Linked DNA regions of Hordeum vulgare: region 2 is linked to region 1. Evidence: chromatin contacts called from public Hi-C data. All regions are on one chromosome and are shown on one strand. The core of a region is the stretch at or near the end of the contact, and the rest is flanking DNA. Distances in the headings are between cores, read along the strand shown.

What was found. Hi-C and Micro-C count contacts between places; a contact is called where the count stands out from the background.
Region 2: a contact with region 1 is called in a Hi-C map of seedling, with 5 times the contacts expected there. The contact joins the promoter of LOC123425191 here to the promoter of LOC123429651 in region 1. A contact is called at or near these places in 4 of 6 Hi-C or Micro-C datasets (leaf and seedling) and 1 of 1 datasets of contacts at active chromatin or transcription factors (embryo).

What each region holds. Positions count from the first base shown.
Region 1 is chr2H:81,139,242-81,144,087 of MorexV3_pseudomolecules_assembly, reverse strand. LOC123429651 reads right to left here and starts at 2,515. Exons shown (of 3, transcript XM_045113665.1): 1 at 2,155-2,515; 2 at 1,970-2,034; 3 at 820-1,154. The coding sequence starts at 2,245. The coding sequence ends at 1,032.
Region 2 is chr2H:81,339,518-81,344,075 of MorexV3_pseudomolecules_assembly, reverse strand. LOC123425191 (defective in cullin neddylation protein AAR3) reads right to left here and starts at 2,182. Exons shown (of 9, transcript XM_045108866.1): 1 at 1,943-2,182; 2 at 1,229-1,313; 3 at 671-719; 4 at 513-588; 5 at 335-417. The coding sequence starts at 2,027.

The DNA of each region.
Region 1 (4,846 bases), core at 1,266-3,765:
AGCATTGTACGATGGCTTAACAAATCCCCTCCTTATATCATTGAACTCAATCCTAAAGACTGCAACTCTGTAATATTGAAATAAATACCCTTTGTCCACATCAAAATTAGCACAGAAACAATTCACATCTTCAATTGCGTTTTAATAAAAAGAGTCAATTTGACTTTTTACCCCCTAACTTAACCATTGCAACACAAATTACACTACTTCGCGGATTTTCAGTATCTTTACCCAATTTAACAAACTCGTGCCAAAAAATATCCTTTTTTTTTTTACTTTTTTGCCAGGTCTAATTGTTTGGATATACGCTTCAGTGCTGACTAGGCTTGCCACATCGGCCATTTATTTCCTTCTTCCGTTTTTTGCGACCCGCCTACTTCTTCATCATGTCACGACCCATGTCAGCAACACTATCAGGAGGGGCAGACACGCCCTTCTTTTTCGGATTTGCTAACTCTATTCCAGATGACAATTCACAGTGTCTCATTTAACTCCTTTGTCAATTGATTTTCCACAAAGAAATCATTCATGTTTTCCTTTTCCTTTTTGCATATTAATCTCACTTAGAGGAAACTTACAATAGTTAATTATCGTCTAGATGAGAGTTAGACACTCATTTTTTTATCTCCCCTAGGGTTTATGTTTGGGACACAACTAGAGTGCGAAGCTTGCTCCGTGGGAACTAAAAGAAAATGCATCGCGCGGACTTCCCTTTAATTTCAGGGGCGGGGTGATAGGAGGGAATTTCTGCAATTCACTATTATGAGATAAATATCCTTGTCTAAACAAAGAGAGATACATATTCAGGTAGCCATGAAATCCCGGATAACTTCATTGGACTTTTCATAATAGAAATGGCATAGCACACAATCTTACAGTAACCTCCACACGTATACGAATTTACACTTTGAATAATCACCCATTTTGATGGGTTCTAAGTTCTAATTTGACGAGGAGCTAATAAATCTTCTGTACATATACTGTATATTACGTGTGAGTGAGTTGAGCATCTGGACTTTGACATGGCATGATCATGTCCCGGGCGCCTTGGGAGTGTGACGGTCGTTTGGGCCTGAACCAGGGTAGTCGGTTGTCTGCAGAGCCATCCTTCCGAACATCTCCTCCACAATCGCGTTGCTGTCCCTCCTATTGCCCTGCAGCATTTTGACATGTTTCAGCAATATGATTCATTGATTAACTTATAGCAAGAGTTTTGTTTTGGGAGAATAGTATAGTTCCTGAACTCAAATGTATATATATTTGTCTGATTATGGTTTATTATGTTTCATCAAGTGGTTTAGATCTAGCAATGCCGCGTTGATGTCCTGTAAACAGAAACTGTGCATAAATACTTCTATTTTACGCTCAAACACAAAATCACATGGCCTCGTTACCAAGAGTCACACCGTCAGATACAACCTTAGTTTCAAAATAAGTGTCTTAATTTTATACTAAATTTAATATAAAATTGTATTAAAATTGAAACACTTATTTTAAGACGAAAGAAGTAATAACTAAAAAATTGCAGACCTAGTTCCCGTCAACACTGCTTGGTTTTGAGTTTTGACTCTCTTTATAGATGGACTCATGACTCATCGTTTACACCCAACCCATGAGATGTCAGCAGGCTGATATACACAAATGAGTGTGGGTGGCTAACTGATATATAATATATAAAAATAAAAAAATGTAAAAGAAAATTTTGGAATATGCAGCACAGACGCATGAGATATCATCAGGCTGATATACAAAAATGAGTGTGACTGATATATAATACTCCCTCCCTCCCATACTATACGCTGTTATATTATGTGACCGAGGAAGTAATATGTAAGAAGGAAAAAAGGAAAAATCTATAAGAAATTTCGCAATATTCAGCCTGGACCCATTGAGATATCATCAGGTAAATCTCAAGCCAGCCAACCGTGTTGAAGCAAGCAGGGGATCAGGGCATCACGCGTGTACGTACCTCTCCTGAATCACCTCTAACGCCACGGAACGCCGGAGCCTCCACCGCCATCATCCTGTAGCTCCCTGCACATATCCACATCAAAATCAGCACAGAAGCAATCCACACCTCGAAGCGGCGTCCTGACCGGAAAAGCCACCGGAGAAGGCGATGCAGTTCTTGAGGTGGAAGGAGGGGTTGCTCACTCGTGAAGCGGGCCGCGTGGGAGAAAGCGACGAGGAGGTGCAGGACGAGCAGGATCGCCAGCAAGCGGCCGGCGGCAGATCTCCACCCCATCACGACGTAGACGTACTCCTGGCTGACCCCGGGCAGCAAGTGCAGCAGTACCCCCGGGGCTAAATAGCCGCGGCTGCGGTTGAGTTCGTGCTGACGCTCGTTCCTGCCCCCCAAGAGGAGCTAATCATGGAGCACTGCGCTGAGGGAGGGTGAGAGAGACGCACGGGAAAGGGAAGTCTTTTTGAACGCACGCACGCACGCCAACCTCGACGCAATTGGCCACCTACCTAACATACGTGGTACAGTAGATTTCAATTATTCCTAGAACTACGAGAGAGAGATAAGGGCAAGGGAGAGGGAACTCTCGAGCTAGCTGAGCTAGCAGACGAGCGACCGTAGTAACTAGACGGAGTGGTGAGCTTCCCAACATCTCGATCTGCGTCTATATCCTCTCGAGTTTGGCACAATTTTGGGCGACTGTTTGGGTGGTCGTCGCTGTCAGGATAGTGCGTCACTCACGCGGATAAACAGGATTCGAACGAGATGATGGCTGAAAATACAGGCTGGTGGACACTGGGACTGCCCAACTATATATGATGATTGATAACCAGGTCAACTCTGCTCATCATGCGATATCAGATTATAGTAATCAAGTCGATGCGAGTTAATTTGCACTGTCTGGCTAACTGCTAATGACCTCTAGAACCGCCATGAGTCGTGCTAATTTGCTCTATGGAGTCCGCACAAGAACATCTCTTTCTCTGAACTGAAAAACGTGAAGAGTAATTTTCAACGTTTTTGTTTTCTCCTGATCAACTAATAACAGTAGATAAATTGCGTCGAATTGTCAATGCCTGCCTGGGGATGGGGACGTGGGCCGGCCATGACTAGATTCTCCAGTTCATCACAGCAAGGTCGGCAGGGCTACTACGTTGGCCTTCGTTCCGTGTAGAACAGTAGGTGCATTTATGGCATTGAGGTTTTCAAAGTGGATTGGGGGCCTAAGAAAACGAGGATAACAGATAGAGGTGCAGCTCTGGCTGCTACAGGCCTCGATCGTCAATGGTCATCGTCATGGTGACGAAGAAGCGTCACGTGACTCACGTCGAAGAAAGTTTTTCTTTTCTTTGTAAGATACTTTCTTTCGTTTTAAAATAAATTTCTGAAGCTTAATATAACTTTATATTAAAACTAGTATAAAGTTAACACATTTACTTTAGATTTTTTTAAAAAAAAATGGAGGATGACTCCCGGTCTCTGCATCTGGCAGATGTATGCAACCACTTTATTAATTATTCACAAAGATCTTACAAAGGAATACATCGATATGTCTGAAGCCGCCCTCTTGGCAACATTTGTCGCTACTCCTGTTCAATGATGAAGGGGTGCAGAAAGTGTGAGCCACATATCCACACCTCTCACCTAGCCTAACATCTAAAGCCGGAGGCCCCGACCAAGCCACATACCGGGTCAGGAGCACAAACCGGTCCGACGCACCCTCATAGGTCGTCGCCGCCGCCTTCCATCAATCCATCTTCAGAACAGCTACCCACGCATCGACCTTGCAAGGCCTACCGTCGATACCCTCACAGTGTCAGACATCGCCTCCTCCCTATGCGCGCTCATCATCACGCATCCGTCGCCGAGACTTTGCTGCACCTCGCCACCGAGACTCCACGACGTCGATGTGTCATAGGGAACACCACTCCACCTTAGATGCCGACCAATGGTCCCTCGAGCCCGTGTGTACCTCCATGAATGACGCCCCCAAGGAGGAAACGACACAAGAGCGTCGCCGTCATCCGATCTAGGGTTTCTCCCGGAGGTAGCAGAGAGTGGCCTTGAACTTCTCCTAGGCGATGCCTTCACGAAGGGAACGATGTAGACGACGCCGCCATCATCGGCCTTGGCAGTAGCCGAAAGCAAGCTATTACCCAGATCTGTTCGAAGAACCCATCTCTCCTGCACGGGCCACCACATCCTGCGACGTCCCTGGGAGCGGGATCCCAAGATCCACCGCCACCTACGATGCCACAAGGACCCACCATCTGGCCGTCATCCCTGACGAAGGATGACGCCACCACCTTATTCAGATCCAGTAGCACGCCAATGCCTCTTGCCGCCCCAAACACATCTGTGAAGGAGGTCAGTGAACGCGTGCGTCCACCACCGCTTAGGGCCGTCGGACGACGCCCGAGCTCGACCACCCGGAGGAGAACCGATCTGGGGTGGGGAACCCCAGATCCGTCGTCGCCAGCCCCCACAACGTCGCCGGGATCGCATCGGGCCGCCGCCCGAGCACGTCAACTCTGCCTCCATGCCGTACGCCCAGGAGCGACATCGCATCTCAGCCAGAGGATCCCCTCGTGAAGAAGGGAGGAAGGCCCGCCGTCCACCGTCCGTCGGGCGAGCTTCGCTCGCCGGCCTCCTCCTGCGGCAGCGGGGAAGCAGGGGCGACGGGAGGTCAAAGGAGGCGGCGGCTAGGGCGCCCGGTTCGGCCTCCTGAGGCAACGCAAGGGGTTCAAAAAACACACTTACTTTGGATCTGAAGAAGTATATAAGAACCGACGACCTCGTGCATAGCTGTGTGCTAATCACTTTTTTTCGAATTTTTTGTTGCTTACCACATATGTAAGTGATGTGTGTGCTAACCACTTTGCC
Region 2 (4,558 bases), core at 933-3,432, 200 kb before region 1:
CCTTACTGCAATGGAATCAATGAAGTTGACTAGATTAATGTCAAGTGGACATCCCTTCATGATCACATATTCTTCTTAAACAGCTTGTTTGTTGAACTTGATCTAATGAGAAGATAGCTGACAATTTTATATTTGATTATTTACTAGGGAATAATATAAGTATAAAACATATAATTCATCCCACGCTTTTACTGCTCTCACTAAAACTAGATAAAGAATGAAAGCACTAGCAATACTACAGAAGCAGCCATCATAAAAGAATAAAGTAACGAAATTTGTCTGAGATGAATTTATAGAAATTTGCATATAATTGTTAACCAGTAAATTTGCGTACCTGAACAAAGTTACACCACCGGTCAAGCAATCGGAACCTTCCAAGAAGAACTATCCTCCATGCTGCAAGAGCCTTCTGAACAGCTAAATCATGAAAAACGATACCCAGTTAGTCTTATTGGGATGTAAAAAAATGACACAGCGGCATGGATGGACGTGATAAAGGAAACGGGGCTTACTGATATTCTTTTGTCCATTTTCACGAGAAATGAAGAAGACAAAATCATAGAAGGAATTAAATTGGCTCACATCATCCTAATAGAAGGGGGCATAGATTAGCATAATGTATTGAGAAGCATTTGAAAAATGCATAATCTGCTTGGGAAGTGCCTCTTACGAACTCAAGAACTGACATGAGCTTGTGAATATCACCAAATATTCCATCCCTATATAAGTAATAGAGTATGTAGTCAGCCAAAAGGTAGAAAGAACATAAGAAAAGAGAATATGACACATACAAAAAATAAAATAAAGGAAACAGGATTTTCTCATGCATGGAAATATGTGTGTGTATTTGCCCTGGGTAGGTCATGGGTGTGTCCAATGGAAAGCGTGGCATTGCTATTTCTAACATTTACAATAGAAGCGGTCAAACAATCACGTGTTATACATGTTAACGCACGAACATAAGCTCGAACTCTAAATTTACAGTAACAACAGACAGGTACAAGACAACTATGTATAAGTCTGCAACATATATTGCCCAATCTTAGTCGGATCATCCTCGACAATGTTTCAACTCTATGTAAGTAGGCAAGAAGCTTTTGACAAAGTATGTTCCAGTGAGTAGCATAGAAGACACTATATTGTGATTAATCTGTTTTAACAAATGTCACTTTTGTAGTAAACAAACATCAAATACTACAATAGGGTAACTAAAACAAACAGCTCTTACCTCATTCCTTCCATATTATCTATAGTTCGTGAAAGATCCGCCAACCCTTCCCTTGGGTTCGCATTTGTGCATCCGGATACAATACCTAGCAAGCAACGAACAGAACAACAAATGGACTTGAGACAGCACATAAAGAAACATACGCAAGTAACCATATAGCATACAAAGAATTACAATATCATGTAGGATATGCTGAACATATATATGAACATTGCTAGCTTGATTTTGACAAATGATTGTCCGTTCGGTTCTTAAAGAAATACAGCCTAATTGAATTGTTCCAGGATTTATCTAAAAAAAAGTAGAATTGTGATTTCAGCCTCGAGCATTTGCCTTATACACGTTTAGCTCTTTTTTTTGCGAATCTATACACATTTAACTAAAACTTCTTGTGATCTTTTGCAACCCTAGAAGCGAGAAAACAGCAACCTCTAAAGACGCTCACAAGAAACCAGACAATTGACCAAAGGATAAACCCAAAGGCTACTTCTTTTCTCCTCGCAATCATCAGAATTTCTTAAAGATCACGCAAATGCAGGAAAGACGAGTCCGTCGCCAGAAGACTCCTAAAATTCGTAATATTTGATCTCTCAAGCCTAAACCACCAAGTCGGCACGGATACGAGCGATTCTAACCCTGAAACCTCCGAAGCTCCGACCCGAGACAAACCAACCGACGGAACGAGAAAGCGAATTCGAAAGCGGGGGAGCTCACCGCAGTACTTGAAGTAGGCCTGGGCGGCGGCGGGGCACACGGCTAGGGCAGCCTCGAAGCCGCTGGATCCCATGGGCCGAGCCATGGATCCAGGCCCCTAAACCCTAACCCCGGTGCTCGCCGCCGAGGAGTCGACCACCGACGAGTCGATCTCAATTGCAGCACCACGCGAGCAAGCAGAGCTGCAAAAGGCAAGGGGGAGGGGGGTGGGGGGAGGAAGAGACGTCAGAGGCGTAAGATTCGGCTTGGGTGCGGAAATGGCATGTCACCAAATAATATAGCCGGTGGATTCATCTGAGCCGTCCGTAGATGGGAGATCCAGATCTAGGTGACCCGAGGCCCACCTGTCAGTCTCGAAGATGAGTGAAAATGGAGGGACTTCATGTATACATGTATAATAGGAAAGAAGCGGACATTCAATTCATCAAGGCGATTCCTACAATCAACCGCGTGATTTCTTCGCCTATTCAGCCGTCTAATCAACGCGTTGGTGGTCATTGGATCATAGCAAATGCAGCAAGCGTTTGCAGCCCCGACGGAGCTTCAATGCATAGCCAACGACATCCAACAAGCTTCATTGCAGCCTCGATGGAGCTCTCAAGCAGCACGGACGCTCCAGCAAAGCTCCACAACTTCGACCGACATCCATTGCAGCCCCAGTGGAGCTCTAATGGAATATTGACGGCTTCGGCGAAGCTCCATTACAGCCCCGGTGAAGCTCTTACACAGCACCGACGGCGTCTGGCGAGCTTCATTGCAGCCCTGGCAAAGCTCCAACACAGCACTGAAGTCTTCGTCGAAGCTTCATTGCAACTCTGGCATCGAGATGAAGCGGGGGGATGCATCAGTTATGTCGGTGTCGAGATGTCGTCGTCGACGCTTCGCGGCACCGCACGTTCCGCAAGAACGGTTGAAGAGCAAATCCATGGCGGGGATCAAAGATGAGAATTAAAAGTAATAGAAAAGGTGATTTCGTTGTGGGGGAGGGAAAATGGAAGGCTTGCGTGTTCCCAAGTGAAGATAAGGGAAGGACGTGTGGTGGGTGGGGCCTGACCTCACGAGGATGCATAGCATAAAGAGCGGGTGGTTGAAAAGAGTCGTTTTCCATTCATCAAGGAAGGGACCTAAATATGAATCTATGAAGAAAATTGAACACTCCAACATGAAGAAACACAATAGTGTATTGCTTTTACGCTGTATATGGACTAACTGATGTCGATTTTCGATCCAACGAATTTTAGTTTGAGTGCTGGATTTGAAAGTAATACCGTTTTGAAATTTTAAAATAGGTTTTGCATGGCACTCACGTCGTGTATTTCGCGCGTACGTAAGTATTTGTTGATTTTCTATATTATCTATACTACTATATAGTGTATCAGTTTTTAAATTTTGAATCCTAGGCCTTGGATTCGATATGAGTCATTGACTAATATTTATCCACCAGTTTATGTGGTTATGATTCACATTTGTAGTAACCTAATTGTACTCAACTGTCTACATTCTTCTAAGACCATCCCATGCATGGATGTGGGTACCATTCCATGCTACGTCAGCGTACATGTGATCTGTGATCGCACATCTCAAGAAAGAGAGAAAAATGTGTGGAAAAGTACATGCGGTATAGTTGTGGTTCAAACCCAAGACCCACTAGGTGATTAGTAGCATGATCCGGAGTAGCCACAAACAACCACTGCTTTTATTTGTTTCGTACTTTTCAGGAAAGGCAAGGGATTTGATAGCTCATTAATCATCATTATTGCGATGCAACGACCTGGTGAGTCTCCCATATGGTTATGCACTCTAATTTGGTGCATGGCATATGAACCCGGATGTTGGATGTCCAACATGTCGGTGAAAGAAAGTATAATTGTTTCTGGCAATGCTACCAATCTTTCATTATTTGCTTATACTAGATGACCCATTGCGTCAACTGACGCAAAGACCAACTCCAACTTGCAAGTTAAGCAAACTATATGAAACTTAGAATGAAAGTGAAGTGAACTATTTGAAAAGTCCAAGAAGAGAAGCAAATAATACAATTGAAAGTGTATGTGAATTGTTTGATGATGTAGAGACCAACTTCAGCCCTGAAAATAAATTGAGCTATTTGAAACATAGAATGGAAGTCAAGTAAGCTATTTTAAGGATGTTTGTCGTGAAGGGTCTAAGTGTGGTTATGTCTATATCACATTTGTTTCTCTCCCTTATATTTACAAAGACAAAGAATGACAATTGGAGTAGAAACCCATTGCATCCCACAGGTTAAGAGAACTATTTCAAGGATCTTTTTCCCCATCTACCTGCAAATGATTATGTATGTATTGTGTTGTGATGACCCACGTGTATAGGGGATCGTAACAGTCTTCGAGGATAGTATTTCACCCAAATTTATTGATTTGACACAAGATGAGCGAAAGAATATTTATAAGACTTACCAGTTGAGTTGTTAATTAAAACCACACCTAAGAGTCACTTCCTTATTGTGATAGCCTAGCTTAATAGGGATGATAGACTAATCATATCAATAAGAAATTTCTTGTTTTCTCGAAGTCCATTCAGAAAGAACTCCAAAGTTAAGTGTGCTTAGTTTAGAGCAATTTTATGATGGGTGACCGA